Regions from separate parts of the Mus musculus genome. Here all the other regions are linked to region 1. Evidence: chromatin contacts called from public Hi-C, HiChIP or PLAC-seq and promoter capture Hi-C data. All regions are on one chromosome and are shown on one strand. Each heading gives the region's core, a stretch centred on a gene start, on an enhancer-like site or on the middle of the called end of the contact. The rest is flanking DNA. Distances are from core to core; before and after follow the strand shown. Region 1 holds the start of Axdnd1 (axonemal dynein light chain domain containing 1). Region 2 has its middle 28 kb from the start of Gm30472. Region 3 overlaps Tdrd5 (tudor domain containing 5). Region 4 overlaps Tdrd5 (tudor domain containing 5).

The links. Promoter capture Hi-C pulls out the DNA fragments that hold promoters and counts their contacts. Hi-C and Micro-C count contacts between places; a contact is called where the count stands out from the background. HiChIP or PLAC-seq counts read pairs in DNA pulled down with a chosen protein or histone mark.
Region 2: a contact with region 1 is called in a Hi-C map of bone marrow-derived macrophages, with 4 times the contacts expected there. The contact joins the enhancer-like site here to the promoter of Axdnd1 in region 1. A contact is called at or near these places in 2 of 39 promoter capture datasets (both in embryonic stem cells), 16 of 484 Hi-C or Micro-C datasets (3T3-L1-derived adipocytes, the AML12 cell line, the G1E-ER4 cell line and 10 more), 10 of 115 datasets of contacts at active chromatin or transcription factors (the HPC-7 cell line, the SCID.adh cell line, bone marrow-derived dendritic cells and 6 more) and 4 of 9 other capture datasets (adipose tissue, embryonic stem cells, liver and 1 more).
Region 3: a contact with region 1 is called in a promoter capture Hi-C map of Sertoli cells, with 6 times the contacts expected there. The contact joins the enhancer-like site here to the promoter of Axdnd1 in region 1. A contact is called at or near these places in 2 of 39 promoter capture datasets (Sertoli cells and embryonic stem cells), 1 of 15 datasets of contacts at CTCF or cohesin (stem cell-derived epiblast-like cells), 45 of 484 Hi-C or Micro-C datasets (3T3-L1-derived adipocytes, the AML12 cell line, the Ba/F3 cell line and 25 more), 16 of 115 datasets of contacts at active chromatin or transcription factors (the HPC-7 cell line, the SCID.adh cell line, T-cell acute lymphoblastic leukemia and 11 more) and 4 of 9 other capture datasets (adipose tissue, embryonic stem cells, liver and 1 more).
Region 4: an H3K27ac HiChIP or PLAC-seq map of the HPC-7 cell line shows a contact between it and region 1, with 7 times the contacts expected there. The contact joins the enhancer-like site here to the promoter of Axdnd1 in region 1. A contact is called at or near these places in 6 of 484 Hi-C or Micro-C datasets (the G1E-ER4 cell line, LSK cells, cumulus cells and 3 more), 2 of 115 datasets of contacts at active chromatin or transcription factors (the HPC-7 cell line and T-cell acute lymphoblastic leukemia) and 3 of 9 other capture datasets (adipose tissue, liver and pancreatic islet).

Annotation. Positions count from the first base shown.
Region 1 is chr1:156,419,152-156,422,424 of GRCm38.p6, forward strand. It overlaps Axdnd1 (axonemal dynein light chain domain containing 1), which reads right to left and starts at 1,764. Exons shown (of 26, transcript NM_001346967.1): 1 at 1,695-1,764; 2 at 1,184-1,379; 3 at 88-260. The coding sequence starts at 1,277.
Region 2 is chr1:156,239,565-156,242,837 of GRCm38.p6, forward strand. No RefSeq gene overlaps it. Among named protein-coding and RNA genes, the nearest start is that of Gm30472, 28 kb to the left of the region's middle. Within about 2 kb of position 1,702, at least 16 of the 459 cell types and tissues checked have an H3K27ac peak or open chromatin away from gene starts, as enhancers often do. A contact at or near this core is called in the SCID.adh cell line and double positive thymocytes, where this site is marked.
Region 3 is chr1:156,257,480-156,260,752 of GRCm38.p6, forward strand. Tdrd5 (tudor domain containing 5) reads right to left here. Exons shown (of 18, transcript NM_001134741.1): 17 at 2,252-2,456. Among named protein-coding and RNA genes, the nearest start is that of Tdrd5, 44 kb to the right of the region's middle. Within about 2 kb of position 1,617, at least 4 of the 459 cell types and tissues checked have an H3K27ac peak or open chromatin away from gene starts, as enhancers often do. A contact at or near this core is called in the P5424 cell line, Sertoli cells and extraembryonic endoderm stem cells, where this site is marked.
Region 4 is chr1:156,282,624-156,285,896 of GRCm38.p6, forward strand. It overlaps Tdrd5 (tudor domain containing 5), which reads right to left. Exons shown (of 18, transcript NM_001134741.1): 8 at 2,763-2,971; 9 at 1,642-1,862. Among named protein-coding and RNA genes, the nearest start is that of Tdrd5, 19 kb to the right of the region's middle. Within about 2 kb of position 1,793, at least 23 of the 459 cell types and tissues checked have an H3K27ac peak or open chromatin away from gene starts, as enhancers often do. A contact at or near this core is called in the G1E-ER4 cell line, the HPC-7 cell line and T-cell acute lymphoblastic leukemia, where this site is marked.

The sequences.
Region 1 (3,273 bases), core at 514-3,013:
CACAACTTCTGCTCACCAAACACTTAACAAAGTGAATTTTAAAAAAGGGATTGTGACCCCAAACATGATAGGTATGTATATACAAACCTTTGGGGCTTTAGGTTTCTTCACAGGCAGTAAGCTTTCAGGACAGGGACCGGCATTAGCTGCATAGTTCAGAGAGAGAAGAACTTCCTCGGGGATTCTGTAGTCATTCTGAAGGGGAGGAAGGGGTTTGAGGTGGTTCACCATGGATTTTTTCTCCTTTAGCTCAGGAAGCCCTAAGGAAGTATTAGGAAAGACAAACTTTTAATGGAGTGTTCCGGGGAGTTAAAGTTTCCCAGACTGCCTCAGCAGTATCCTGTGTTTCTAACAAGAAGGGTGCCTCTAGCAGAGGAGCCCAGCTACAAAGAATACTTAAAGCAGGAGTAGCTAGAAGGGTGGAGGGAAGAGTGGAAGGGGGATGTGAGAACATGCAGAGAGATACAAAGTAAAAGGCCTGGGTTACACAGAGTGAGTGTACAGCCAACCCAAGCCCCAACCCCTCCACTGCCCTGCAACATAAATAGTGAATAGGTAGCTAGCTCAGGATAGAGTGCTTGCTTAGTGTAAGTCCTTGAGTTGAATCCGTACCTCCTTGAGTTGATGATGGAACTGTAGCAAAATATAAATAAGAAACAACCCAAAAAGCTCTGTGACCTTAAGACTGGAGATAGCCTCAGTCTGATGAGCAAGAGTGAGACGGTGACTGCCTTGATTCTTATTCTGGTACAGGTTCTACATTTATCATTACGTCTTTTTACATTTTTCTTGAAACAGGGTCTCACTATGTAGCTCCCACTAGCCTGGAATTTACTATGTAGACCAGGCTGACCTCAAATTCACAGAGATCACCTGCCTCTGCCTTCCAAGACACAGCCCCAAGGATGGAAATCTTAAGGAATCTCAAAAAACATCTTGAATCTTATACAAATAGGCATATTGAACTAAGTTATGTTTTTCTTATCCACATAACTATGTTTTTAAAGCTCCCTTGAAGTCAGAGAAGAAGCAACCAAACTTCATATAGCTATTAGTATTTAAATGAAGATGAAACAGTATTCTGACTTGGTGAGTGTTCAGGCTGGCTAAGGAGAAAGGGAGAACGGATTGCAAATTCTTTCAGTAGCCCTAATGGTTCTGTCCACGGCATCCTTAAGTTTACCTTTTGCCTCCTTGACTACATAGAGTTTTGCCTGTTTGGACTCAGATGTTGATGGGGAGGTCAGCGAAGTGTCCGACACTTTGTGGAGAGACATAATAATCAATGCCTGGGATCACTCTCAGAACTATTAATCCTCCAAAAAATTAATTCAAAAACAAATCAAAATCGTGTTCAGACTTTCAAGCTGTCCATAATTCTGTAGGCAAAACAAAGCAAATGAACAGAGAGATCTCTTGAGTGTTTGTGTTCAGACTGAATTTCAGAATTCATCTGGCGTGGTTTCCTTTCTTTGGGGAGCCCTCTAAGATAACTTGACATGACAGAGATGGGGTATGGGTGGGTCAGAGTCAGGGCCCAGCCCGGGAAAGTCAGGCTCCGCCTCCCTACAGACTGCGGGCGGGTCAGCGCGACCCAGCTCCGCGGGCGCGAGTGGGGCGGGGCTCCCACGGTTCTTTCAGCAAAGTCCTAGGACTGCACTGTAGGAGTGCACGACACCGGCCGCTGTACCCACAAGTTGTGTTTGCCGCCTGGCGTCGGAAGGCCATCCCTTTTCCGGAACGCCCTGCGTCGTCATAGCAACGCAGCACATTTCTGCCCCCCCCCCCACGCTCCCCGCTCCCCCCCCGTCCTAGCAACTTGCGGGCCGAGCCGCCTCCGGCAGAGCCGTCAAAAGAAAAGAGATGAAAAGGAGTCTCTACACTCTCTAGAAGTTTCCGTGTGTTTTTAGTCATGGGTAGTAGCAATAAGGAAGAATATTGAATCGGGTTGTTGTCTCGGAATGGGATAGGCTCTCGAAACCGCGCTTCCGGGTGCAGACTGCGCAAGCGCAGACCTGCGCCGGTAGAGACTCCCCGGGCCCTGCCCTTGCAGAGAGGGTGATGTAGCAATGAGACCTTCTGCTCTTGAATCTGTTCAGGGCTAGCATAATCTATGAGTTCTGAATCCGCCAGGGAAACTTAGTGACAACCTTGTCTCAAAAAGAGAGGAGGAGGAGTAAACTAGCAAACAGCCTAGTTCTGTTGTTCAAGTCACTTCTATGCACTCAGTTCGTGTTCGTAAGTGCGGTTCATCTTAGTGTCAGGTAGCTTTCTATGCCAACAGTAGCTGAAGGAGAAGACAAATACCTGAGCAGGACTTTCTCACCTAGGCTAATGGAGGTTACAAAGAAAGAAATGGGCCCCAATTTGCATTTGCAGTAGCATCGGCTCTCTAGCATTCTCTCTAAAGAATCTACTGATTGTAGGAGCAAGCACATCATGATCAGTAGTTGGCAACAATCTTCCCATTGACGCGCCTATGGAAACGAGCACAGAGTAACTCTGCTCACCCTGCATGACCTAACTGTTGCCACCCATTCCTGCAGTGCAAGGGAGATGGGAGAAATCTCTTCAGAGATTGTGTCCATTTATTGAATCAAATGGCTATTCATTGTCGTGCAGGGGCAAAGGACAGCATGGTGGGGGGGTGGGGGGGGGTGTCGGTTTATGAAGGTTTAGGGTCCACTTGGACTCAAGTTAACCAAGACTGTGCATCTGGCTTGTGACGTTGATAAAACAGTTTGTAGATTGAACAAGAGAAAGCTCTTGTGGGTGTGCCACACTCACGGTTGGCATGACTGCTCACTTTGATTTTATACTTTTAATTCTTTTAGGTTATGTATATGTGCTTATTGTGTGTGAGGGAAGATGCCCCAGAGAAGAGGGAATCAGACCCCCTGGAGTTACAGGTGGTTGTGAGCCACCTGACATGGGTTCTAGGAACCAAATTCAGGTTATCTGCAAGAGCAGTCTGCCCTCTTAGCTACTAAACCATCTCTCCAGCCCCCAAATGTTGGTTTTAAATAATGCTGTTAGAATTGCAGGCTTGAGTTTCATTTTTAATGACAACAAAATCATTAAATGGTGGAATGTGGTGGATGGAACACACTTTGTAACCCCGGCACTGGAGAGATGGAGGCAGGAGGATCAGGAGTTCAAGCCTATCTTTGGCTACATAATGAATTTTAGACCAGCCTGGGCTACATGAGAAAGGAAAAAAAAATCTTAAATTTTAATTGAGATCAGCATATTTGTGCAAAGCTGTGTTCTCAG
Region 2 (3,273 bases), core at 452-2,951, 180 kb before region 1:
GAGGAAAATACCTAATTAAAAAAAACAAAACAAACAAAACAAAACAAAACAAAAAACATTTTATGTAGGAGCTTGTAGTTAAGCTTGGCTGACCATCGTGGTGGAAAGTGGCCATATCAGATCTGTTTCTAAGGTAACGACTGATTGGATGTTAGGAGTGGAAGTGAAGACTGTGGGATGACCACAGGAGTTTGGTGGTGGAAGGAAGAGAGCTATAGTCTATGAGGTTACAGAAAACTACACATGGCATAGTTAGGGGTGCAGACAGGGTAGCTCTCATGATTTTCAGATTTGCTAAGTTTGAGATGTTTGGATGTTAGTGAAGAGATCAGCAGGTAATTAAGTCCCTTTGGGAGAGCCATCTTAGCGGATTTTACAAGGCAGGAGTCCTCAGCTTAGGGGCCATGATTAAAGCCAGAGCATGGAGACTCTTGCTAAGGCGCCCTCAAGCGTTAAGAAGGAAAGGAAAAGAGGACCTTGAAAGATGCTAGGGCTTGAGCAAGAGAAGAAATTCTAAAGGTGGAAGGGAGGTCCTGGAAACGAAGGATATCAGGAGGAAGTGTGGTCAGGCAGTCATGTGCCGACAGGTAGGGCGGGATGACATTGGTGGGGGACAAGGAGGGATGATCAGGGGATGGGGTTGGGGGAGTAGGTTGGGGAAGCAGGACATGGTGGGGGGGCTGACTGGTGGGCTGGGTGATGTGGCAATCTCATGAGACCTTGGCAGACACAGTTTTGGTAGTGTCGTGGGTGGAATCAGAAGGGTTTAAAGAGGGGACTGGAGACATGTAGAGAATGCGGTTCAGGTGACTGGCTGGAGAAATGCCACCTGTTTGGAGCCCGCCACTACTTTCTGAATGTGACTCCTGGGTAGAGAGTACTTACCTTTCTGATGCTCAAGTCACCTATAAAAATGGAACTGTAGTAGGAGTGTTGGGAAAATGGAAAACATAGAAAGTATGTCAATTGTGATAGGTCATATCATCAACATGGCAGGATCTAGAATCATCCGAGACAAGCTCTGGGCACATCTGTCTGGGATTATCTAGCTAAAATGAGTAATGGGCAGCCTACAGGGTGTGCCTTAATTACAGCAACTGAAGTAAGTAGTAGACCTGCCCTGAATTAGGGACACCTTTCAGTGGCAGCCTAGATACAAGGACTGATGGGTAGGCTTTGTGGTTTTCTTTTTCTTTTTTTCCTTCTTGCCTTCCCATTGTCCATTATTCTATCATTTCTGCCTGCACTGCTGCCTCCATTCTCTTTGGACACTAAAGCCCAGCATCTTTAGCCCTCCTCCTCTGTGGTCTGAAGACCTGCTGGTCCCAGGAATCCAGCCTCATAGACCAAGTGGTTAGCAGATGCTCACTCTCTCCAATGTGAAGGCAGCCATTGCTGGACTACCCAGACCATACAGGTAAGCCAGCATAACTTCCCTTTCTGGATATATTCATCCTATTGGCTCTGTTCCTCTGGAGAACTCTAATAAATTTATGTAATAAGTGCCTAGTAAAGCCATACTAACCTCACTATGACACAGTATTAATCTCTGCCACATTTGGGCAAGATACTTAACTCTTGTGCCTCGGCTCTCTTACACTGTAACATATTGTAACATGTGGTCATTGTCTGCCTTATACTGTAACATAATGTAACATATCATTGTTGGAATTGGGTTTTGCCTTTCTCTTGCTGCTAGGTGGCGCTAGAGGACAAGCACTAGATCCTCTATCACACAATATAGAGTTCCTGCAGGTTCTCCTAGCCAGGACACCACAAAGTAAGAACACTCCCCCTTCCACCCCTATTCCCCAGAGCCTTGGCTACTTCATATGTGCAAAGTATGTGTTCTACATGTAGCTGTATTCTCAGCCTGAGAAAATCCTTTTGGAGATTCACAGGCATGCCTGAACTGTGAGAATTTTATATTCTTCCTGCTAGAATTCTACAATGTACCAGCCTTAGTCCTAACGGAAGATGGCCATAGATTTTCTTTTGACTGAGCTGTCTTGGTTAGTGTAATTAGAGCCTTGTTAGGGTTTTCCCACTTCTTCCAAGGAATAAAGTCACAGTTTATTGCCAATTTCTGTAAAGGGGGAATGCTCTGGCTATTTTGCATAGAGTAAAATTAGAAAATAAATTGAAACCGTGGGAAGATGACCCTATGAGAATTACCCTAAAGCTCTATTCCCAAAGAACTCACTTGGAAGTCGCTTTAACTACTTTTCCAGGTTAAAAATGAATAATTGGAGTAGAGAAGCTCCAAGCTGCATGCTAAATTCGATTTTCTATAGTGCAATGGTAGGTACCTGCACTTGCTGGCGCGGCCGCAGAGTGCTTGTCCTCGAGCGCCATCTAGCAGCAAGAAACGACAAACACAGCCTCGAAAAGGCTCCACTTGCTTGACCCTTAGAGGGAAACAAGCCATAATTTGGCTGTTCTACTCACAAAGTCTGCTCTCAGGAGGAATTCAGTGAATTCTTGGGCTTACAATCGCCACACTGAAGTCCCACGAGGTCTTTAAAGCCGCTTTTAACCCCTCTCCATCACGGACCTGCTGCTCCAGAGGGAGTGCAGCTTGTCCCATGGGTGCAGAGGGACAGAGCACACGCTGGGCAGTGCCACCAAGGCTCCCTGTCCTTTTGTCAGGCCACCTGATGCTCTACTGTCACCTTTCAAATACAAAAGGAAGTACAGTGTGCTAAGGTTTTAGCAGCTATTCCTTTTTTCTTGTCCAGCTGCTGTTCTGTGAGCAAACCTTGAGAGCAGCTCTGGGCTTCTGGGAATATGTTGCCACACCGCCCAGGGCCAACATTAGCTCCTTGCTGTGAGTAGTGCCAAAAGCTATACAGATTCCGATACAAGGCTCACATCAAATTTGGTCAGCACGCAGTGGGAGGATGCTACGGGGGCGATAAAAGAATATATGATTTCAGTGTCCATCAGTCCAACCTAGGTCGCAGTCTTCGTTTCGGCCCATTTCAGATGAGACTGACTTCACAGCACTGTAGTTCTCAGTGTATTCCCAGGACAGCGGCCTGAGGGCTAAGCCTTGATCTGGCACAGTGGCTTACCGCATGAGGTGCTAGAGAGGAAAGGGGGCTCCAGAAGCAGGAAGGAGAGAGGATGCCGGCCGGCAGAGAGTGGCAAGGGAAGTTAGGGAAGCCTCTGATTCAGGGGGTGTGCTTGCACGTCCTTCCCCGAGCCTCACCATTCTTAAGTTTGACGGTTTCATGATGAGCACAGGGAGGCATGAGTATGTATGTATGTATG
Region 3 (3,273 bases), core at 367-2,866, 160 kb before region 1:
ATAAATGAATAAATCTTTAAAAGGTTTGAATTGAGTTTTGGTGGTTGTGTGTTCAAAGCACTTTACTACTGTATATTTTTGCCCCTCACAGATTTAAGAAGCTGACTCCTAGGCCAGTGCTGCAGTAGGTAGCATCCTACTGTAAGAGAAGAACTGTCATGTTCTGGGGCAGAGTAAACTAACTTGGCTTTATTCCACAAAGTCCTGCTTCAGTGGGGCGTACTGGGCATGCACCTATCATCTCAGCACTTCTGAGAGTAAGGAGGTTAGCAACTTCCAGGAACGTCTCAACCATGTAGCAAGGTTCAGTCCAGCATGGGTCACAGAGCAAGGGGAAACCAAAAACCAAACCAACCAACCTGCTTTAAAAGTTTCAGGTGAATTTAAATCTGGGCAGCAGTGTAGTCGGTTTGACATCCTGACAGTCAACCACTGCAAGCAACTGATAGATGGACACTGCTATCTTCAAAACAGAAATTCAATAACTTCAGAGAAAAATAAGTCAATCCCTTTTATCTTTGTGTATGTTAAGCACATAATACGTGATCTATTTTCCCTGATACTTGTGATAAGTTTTGTCACAGAAGATTTGACAGCGTGTTCTAAAAAGTAATATTCTGACCATAAAATTATGAGTAGTGCCCAGTTGAGAGAAAAAGACATAAGTATAATACAATGGTTACGTGGCTGCATAGAGAACTGTGGTGTAGATCGGGAATCGTGTCTGCTCCCCGTCTGCCTTGCATGGTTAGAAAACTGGACAAGCATCCGGAACAGAGCGTCTGCTGGGACCTGGGCCGTGGGAGAGCAGCTCCTAAGGAAATGCTAAGGTGTGTGAAACCAATGCCGAGAAGTGCAACTACTGCCTCCCGTCCCTAAAGACAGACAACATAAGATCCAGTGTCTGATGGCCAAGGACGCAGTGTTATAGGGTGTGGTTCTGATGCTTCCATTCAATCGGCATCTGCGTGTCCAGACACTCAAGGTCCTTGTCCCCAGCTGTTTTTTGATTATCAATAAAGACGCCAGAAGCCAATGGTTGGGCCCAGGGTGGGCTGCTTACAGTTGTGTGGGCAGGTCACAGGGAGGAACGGGGGGCGGGGGGGGGACATAACAGACTCAGAGATTCAGAGATCATCCAGAATGTAGGTGGAAAGGGAAAACAGCCCACAGAAGGGCAAGCCAGAAACATCTTGGTCAGCACAAACCAATGGGCATCACATAAGGTAACTGGGCAGCAAAGTTAAAGGTAGATTTGGAAGGTGTTTAGCCAGAAGTACTGGAGGGAAGGGCACAGTAGCTGCAGAAGGTTTAGAAGTGCCACTGAGCCAGCAAGGCATGTTAAAGATAAGCTAGTGTGTGTCTGTGTGTCTTTCATCTGCAGATCCTAAGAGACCCTGGGTGGGTGGCTGGTAGTGCGGTCCACCCAGAGCATAAAGCAGGGTAGATAAAACTACACACAACAAAGTCTGACTTGGAATCAGGAGACAATGACAAAGAAATCAAGACAGGACACAGACAGTAATTTTCAGAAAGAATCACAAAAATAAATACACCAAGTCAGGTGCTGGGACATTATATAGTCAAGAGGAAGAGAGAAACAACTGAAAAACAAAAGACTCCAAACAAAACTAGAGATAAAGAACAGAGCATCTGAGATCAGAGTACACACAGGACAGACACCACCCACAGTGAGCAGCACTGAGAATAAACAACTATCAAGTCAATATCAGGACAAAGTGGCCCAGTGCATGTGTGATCAGAGTCTTTAAAAAGGAGGACCAACAGGTAGTTTAAAAAGTTTCGCATGCAGTGGACATATGCCCTAGCAAAGTCACTTCCAAATAAATAGCCAACAGAAACAAAACTCTACAATATGAAGATAAAGGAAGGTGCCAGACAAGAAAACTACCTACTATGTAACAGGCACGGCGACATGCCAGAGGCCAGCATGCTAATGTCCGGACTAACTGCAAAGGGGCACAGGAAACTTGTCTGGCTAATGGAAACACTGACATTTGCCAAAACTCACAGAACCATGTACTTGAAACTTTATATAAATGTAAAGCCCCTGCAAAAGCTGAAAGAAAGCGGCAACATTAGAGAAACCTGAGCTCACACCAAGACGATCTTGGAGAGAATGGCAGCACCAGCCACCTTTCAAGGTATGTTCTCAAAGCAATGAAGGTTTTAGCAACATGACAAACTTCCGACTTGTCAACTGAGCATGCATAAGGACACATAAACATACCAGAGCCAGAGTGGTTTTCTGGAGAGTCACCCACTGCAGGGGTTGAACTGAGTGCTTTTGAGGCTGCCCGTCCGGCATGAGTCTGAATGCTGGCAGGTTCAGACTGGCTCCTCTCTGCGGACTGCTGAGACTTGATCAGAGAGATGTAGAACTCTTCCAGTTTGGGCAGTGTGGAAGAATCCAAAGGATACTGTAAATCTGGCTGCTGCAAAATGGGAGAAATTGGGTGAAGGCATGGAAAGTGACACCTTTTATGCTTCCTTACTTAGATTTCAGTTAAAAAGTAAAACTCTAGAAAAAGCACTCTTCTATGTTTTAATGAGTATCAAAATTCAACCTAAGAGGTCTTTATTGCTATTTCTATGAACAAGTATGGTACTGAGGGCTACCCTTCTTCCCGCCATTGACCAGTGTTAAATACACACACAGCAGGACAATGCAGGACCCTTATCATCCAGTGTTAAGTAACACCAACATTGAAGCACTCAAATTGCTGGCAAAAATGCAAACAGATTCAGCCGCTGTGGAAAACAGCCTGGCAGTTTCTCAAAATGTTAAACACAGAGTTATTACATATTTATCAGATTATCTGTCTAAGAGACACAGACACTTCAGCAAAGAGTAAAAGGGCAGGACAGATCTCTACAGACAGATGGCCTAGAGATTGTGCCACATATTAGGAAGAAAGGAAGACCAGGATTCAAAAAGTAGCTGGGTAAGACAGTGTGCACCAAAATTAGCAGCTAAGCACAGGAAAGGAAGGAGCCCTTCTTTCTCAGTACCACGGATGAAAGAAAGCCTGGGTATTTTCTTGTCAATAGTTTGAATCTTTCTGGAATCTGCAATGCACAAGTCCCAGAATGGGATGCAAGGAGCCTGGTAGGCACAGGTGGAGCAGGACTGCGGAGCTCTGGACTGAACTTTTGGCGCCACCCTAAGCTTACTGTTTTCTAACACTCTGAATCAACGTCATATATGCTGTGGTCTCTCCCTCTATTAGGGTGCTTTTCCTTCAGTAGCTG
Region 4 (3,273 bases), core at 543-3,042, 140 kb before region 1:
ACAGAGAAACCCTGTCTTAAAAAAAAAAAAAATCAAATCCTTGATAAGGCAGTACAAGTCAATTATTATCTATTGACAAAAAACAAAAAACAAAAAACCTGAAGTACATACACAGTATTTTCCAAGAATCCCAAGGAAAAGCACTTTGTATTTGAATTATGACCTAAACTAGCCTTTGGTGGGGACCCAAATGTCGCTTGCAGGAACTGGAATGATTGCTTAGTGGTTAAAGGGCATGTACTATTTCTTTTGCAGAGGACCCAAGTTCTGTTCCCAGCACCCACATCAGGCAGCTCCCAAGCACTGTAGCTACAGCTCCGGGGGATCTGGGATCTTCTGACTTCCATGGGCACGTGTAGTCACACGCACACACTCCCACACAGACACATAACAGAATCATCTTTTAAAAATAACAACCAAGGGGGCTGGTGAGATGGCTCAGTGTGTAAGAGCACCCGACTGCTCTTCTGAAGGTCCAGAGTTCAAATCCCAGCAACCACATGGTGGCTCACAACCATCTGTAACAAGATCTGACGCTCTCTTCTGGAGTGTCTGAAGACAGCTACAGTCTACTTACATATAATAAATAAATAAATCTTTAAAAAAAAAATAACAACCAAGCCAAGCAGGGCAGCACACACCTTAAATGCCAGTACTTTGGGGGGTAGAGGTAAGAGGGTATCTGTGAGCTTGAGGCCAGCCTGGTCTACATGGTGAGACCCTGTCTCCAAAAACAAAACAACAACAATAAAAAAAAGTAGTTGATTTTCTTTCTTTTGTTTTTTTGTTTTTTTTGTTTTTCGAGGCAGGGTTTCTCTGTGTAGCTCTGGGTGTCCTGGAACTCACTCTGTAGACCAGGCTAACCTCGAACTCAGAAATCCACCTGCCTCTGCATCCCAAGTGCTGGGATTAAAGGCGTGCCACCACCCGGCAGTAGTTGATTTTCAATGTAATACCATTTGCATTAAAACTACTAATGTGATGATAAAGATTACACTTTACTTTAAAGTTTAAAATTCCTATGCTTAAAAAAAACTACAAAACAAACAACGTGCCTCTAACCTATAAATTCTACTTGCCCAAGGACAGACAACTTCCAGACTGCCAGGGGTTATTCTTGTAATTGCCTGCTCTTGTATTTTAAAGATAACAAGTGTTTTCGCTTCTCTAGACAAGCTTGCTTGCCCCTGGCTGCACATAGGAAGGGTCTGTGTCTGACTGCACATGGGCTGAATGTGTGCCGATTCCAGGTAGGCAGGAGGTAGGTACACCACTATGTGCTCTTGCCCTTGATTACACAAAGGCAGGAAGTCACATAGATACATACAGATACATAGAGAGTTTGGTACAACTCATAGTTTGAGTATCTACAAAGGGATTTGGAATATACTTGGTATATCGATATGAAGGACTATTGCACATGCTTGGATTAGAAAAATATAGCTATTTTTCATGAAAATGTTATTTATCATACCTCACATGGATTTTTAAAACAGGTATTTTAATTTTTGCAGTTTAAGTTTCTGTCTGATAAGCATCAGTAAGCAAAAGCTTTTTGTTAGTTTAGGAGTCCCAAGACCAACTCATCTGAGAACTCCTGATTAAAGCTAAGCTGGAACAGTGAGGGCAGGAGGCGCCTACCGCATTTCAATCATCATGTCTTCAAGTAGTTCTGAGGAATCTCTGCTGTAGATCCGGATGTAGAACTGACTAGGGGAGATTATATACTCCACGAAGACCCCCACAAGGGTGCTGGTATCTAATGGAGGAAGTCTGCACAATTTCTTGGCACGCACAGCGTCTGGTGGGATATCGTGGTTTGCCACTGACAGGCTGAGCTGCGGTTTGTTTGTTTCTACCTGCTACAGGGAAGGCAGGGAGAGAAAGAAACCGTAGAAAGACATTAAAGGGACATTTCAAATCCCTCAAACTCTTTCACGAATCAGCCTTATTGCAGTCCCTGGGCTCAAGGCAGATTCATGACTGAGAATGCTTTAGAATGCTAAAATACCATTTACAGCCACCACTTAAAGACATCCTTCAAGTACTCCATTATGGAAATATTGGCCAAAAAGTTAAGAGTGTTAGGCAAGTGTCCCCAAGAAAAAGGGGAGACATTCAGGTGGAGTACGGCAGGTCCTCCTACCTAACCCTACCCTTAGTCAAGGGTAACTTTAGTAGATGGATCTTAGGGACTTTTCCATCAAAAGGTTTTGCAGCACTTTCATCCTAACACTTGCTCTTTCCTCTAGGCCTTCTTCCTATTGTCCTGAAGAAAAAAACAGCAGGCTCTTAAACTGCTCATCCCAGTGAAGAGCCTGTTAGAGTGAGGAACAAAAAAGTCACAAGCAGAGACGCAAACACAGAAAGAACCGTGGGAGGCTGTCATGAAGGAGAAGAGTTAAGTAAACAACAGAGGAACAGGGAACAGGGCCAGGGCCGAGGCTGGGCCAAAGCAGGCTCTGCACCCTCTAAAGCCCCAGGCTTTCCAGCCTCGACCTTAAGGCTCACTAATAGAGACATTTACAGTGCTGTCAGGGAACTTACATTTCAGGCACCCAAAAAACTTTAACACCACGAGTGTGGGAAATGAAAAAACAGAAAAATGCCACAAAAAAGAACTGGTCTTTTCCAAGGACAGGTGTCCCTAGATTTATTTTTTTTTCTAGCGAGCACCTGGTTTAAAGAGGCATTCACTCGGTTACTGAGCCTCCTACACAATGTAACGCAATGTAACACAATGTAACACACTACCCACTCACCAGCTGCAGAGGCTTGACCACCAGATTAGGCTTCTTGTATATCTTCTGTTCTGGCTCCTTCTGGTTCTTCAAAGGGCAATCCCACGTGGTCTTCTTAACTGCTACAGTGGATAGTGAATTTCTGGAGAGACTGGAAGTCCAAGGGTTAGCTTCTGTTTTCTTGTCTGGTTGAACTAAACACGAATTTCTGACTGATGAAAGCGGTCCACCTGAAACAGTCAGAGTGGTTACAGTGTGGGACCACTGCCCCTGAGTGGGCCGTGTGCCAGGCACCAGGAAGGGACACTGGCAAGGGGAACTTGTCCCTGGAAACCTTGCAGATGGAGAGACACCAGGGATGACGCACTAAAAGAGGAACAAACTGTAAAATTCTCACACTGGGGAAACAGGAGCCGAAATAATTTCTCAAACTCTGGTGAGTGACTGTCTCAACACCTGATCTCCAATTTCTTCTTCTAACTAACCAACAGACAGTTATTTAACACACATACTCTTTAATATTCAATAATAT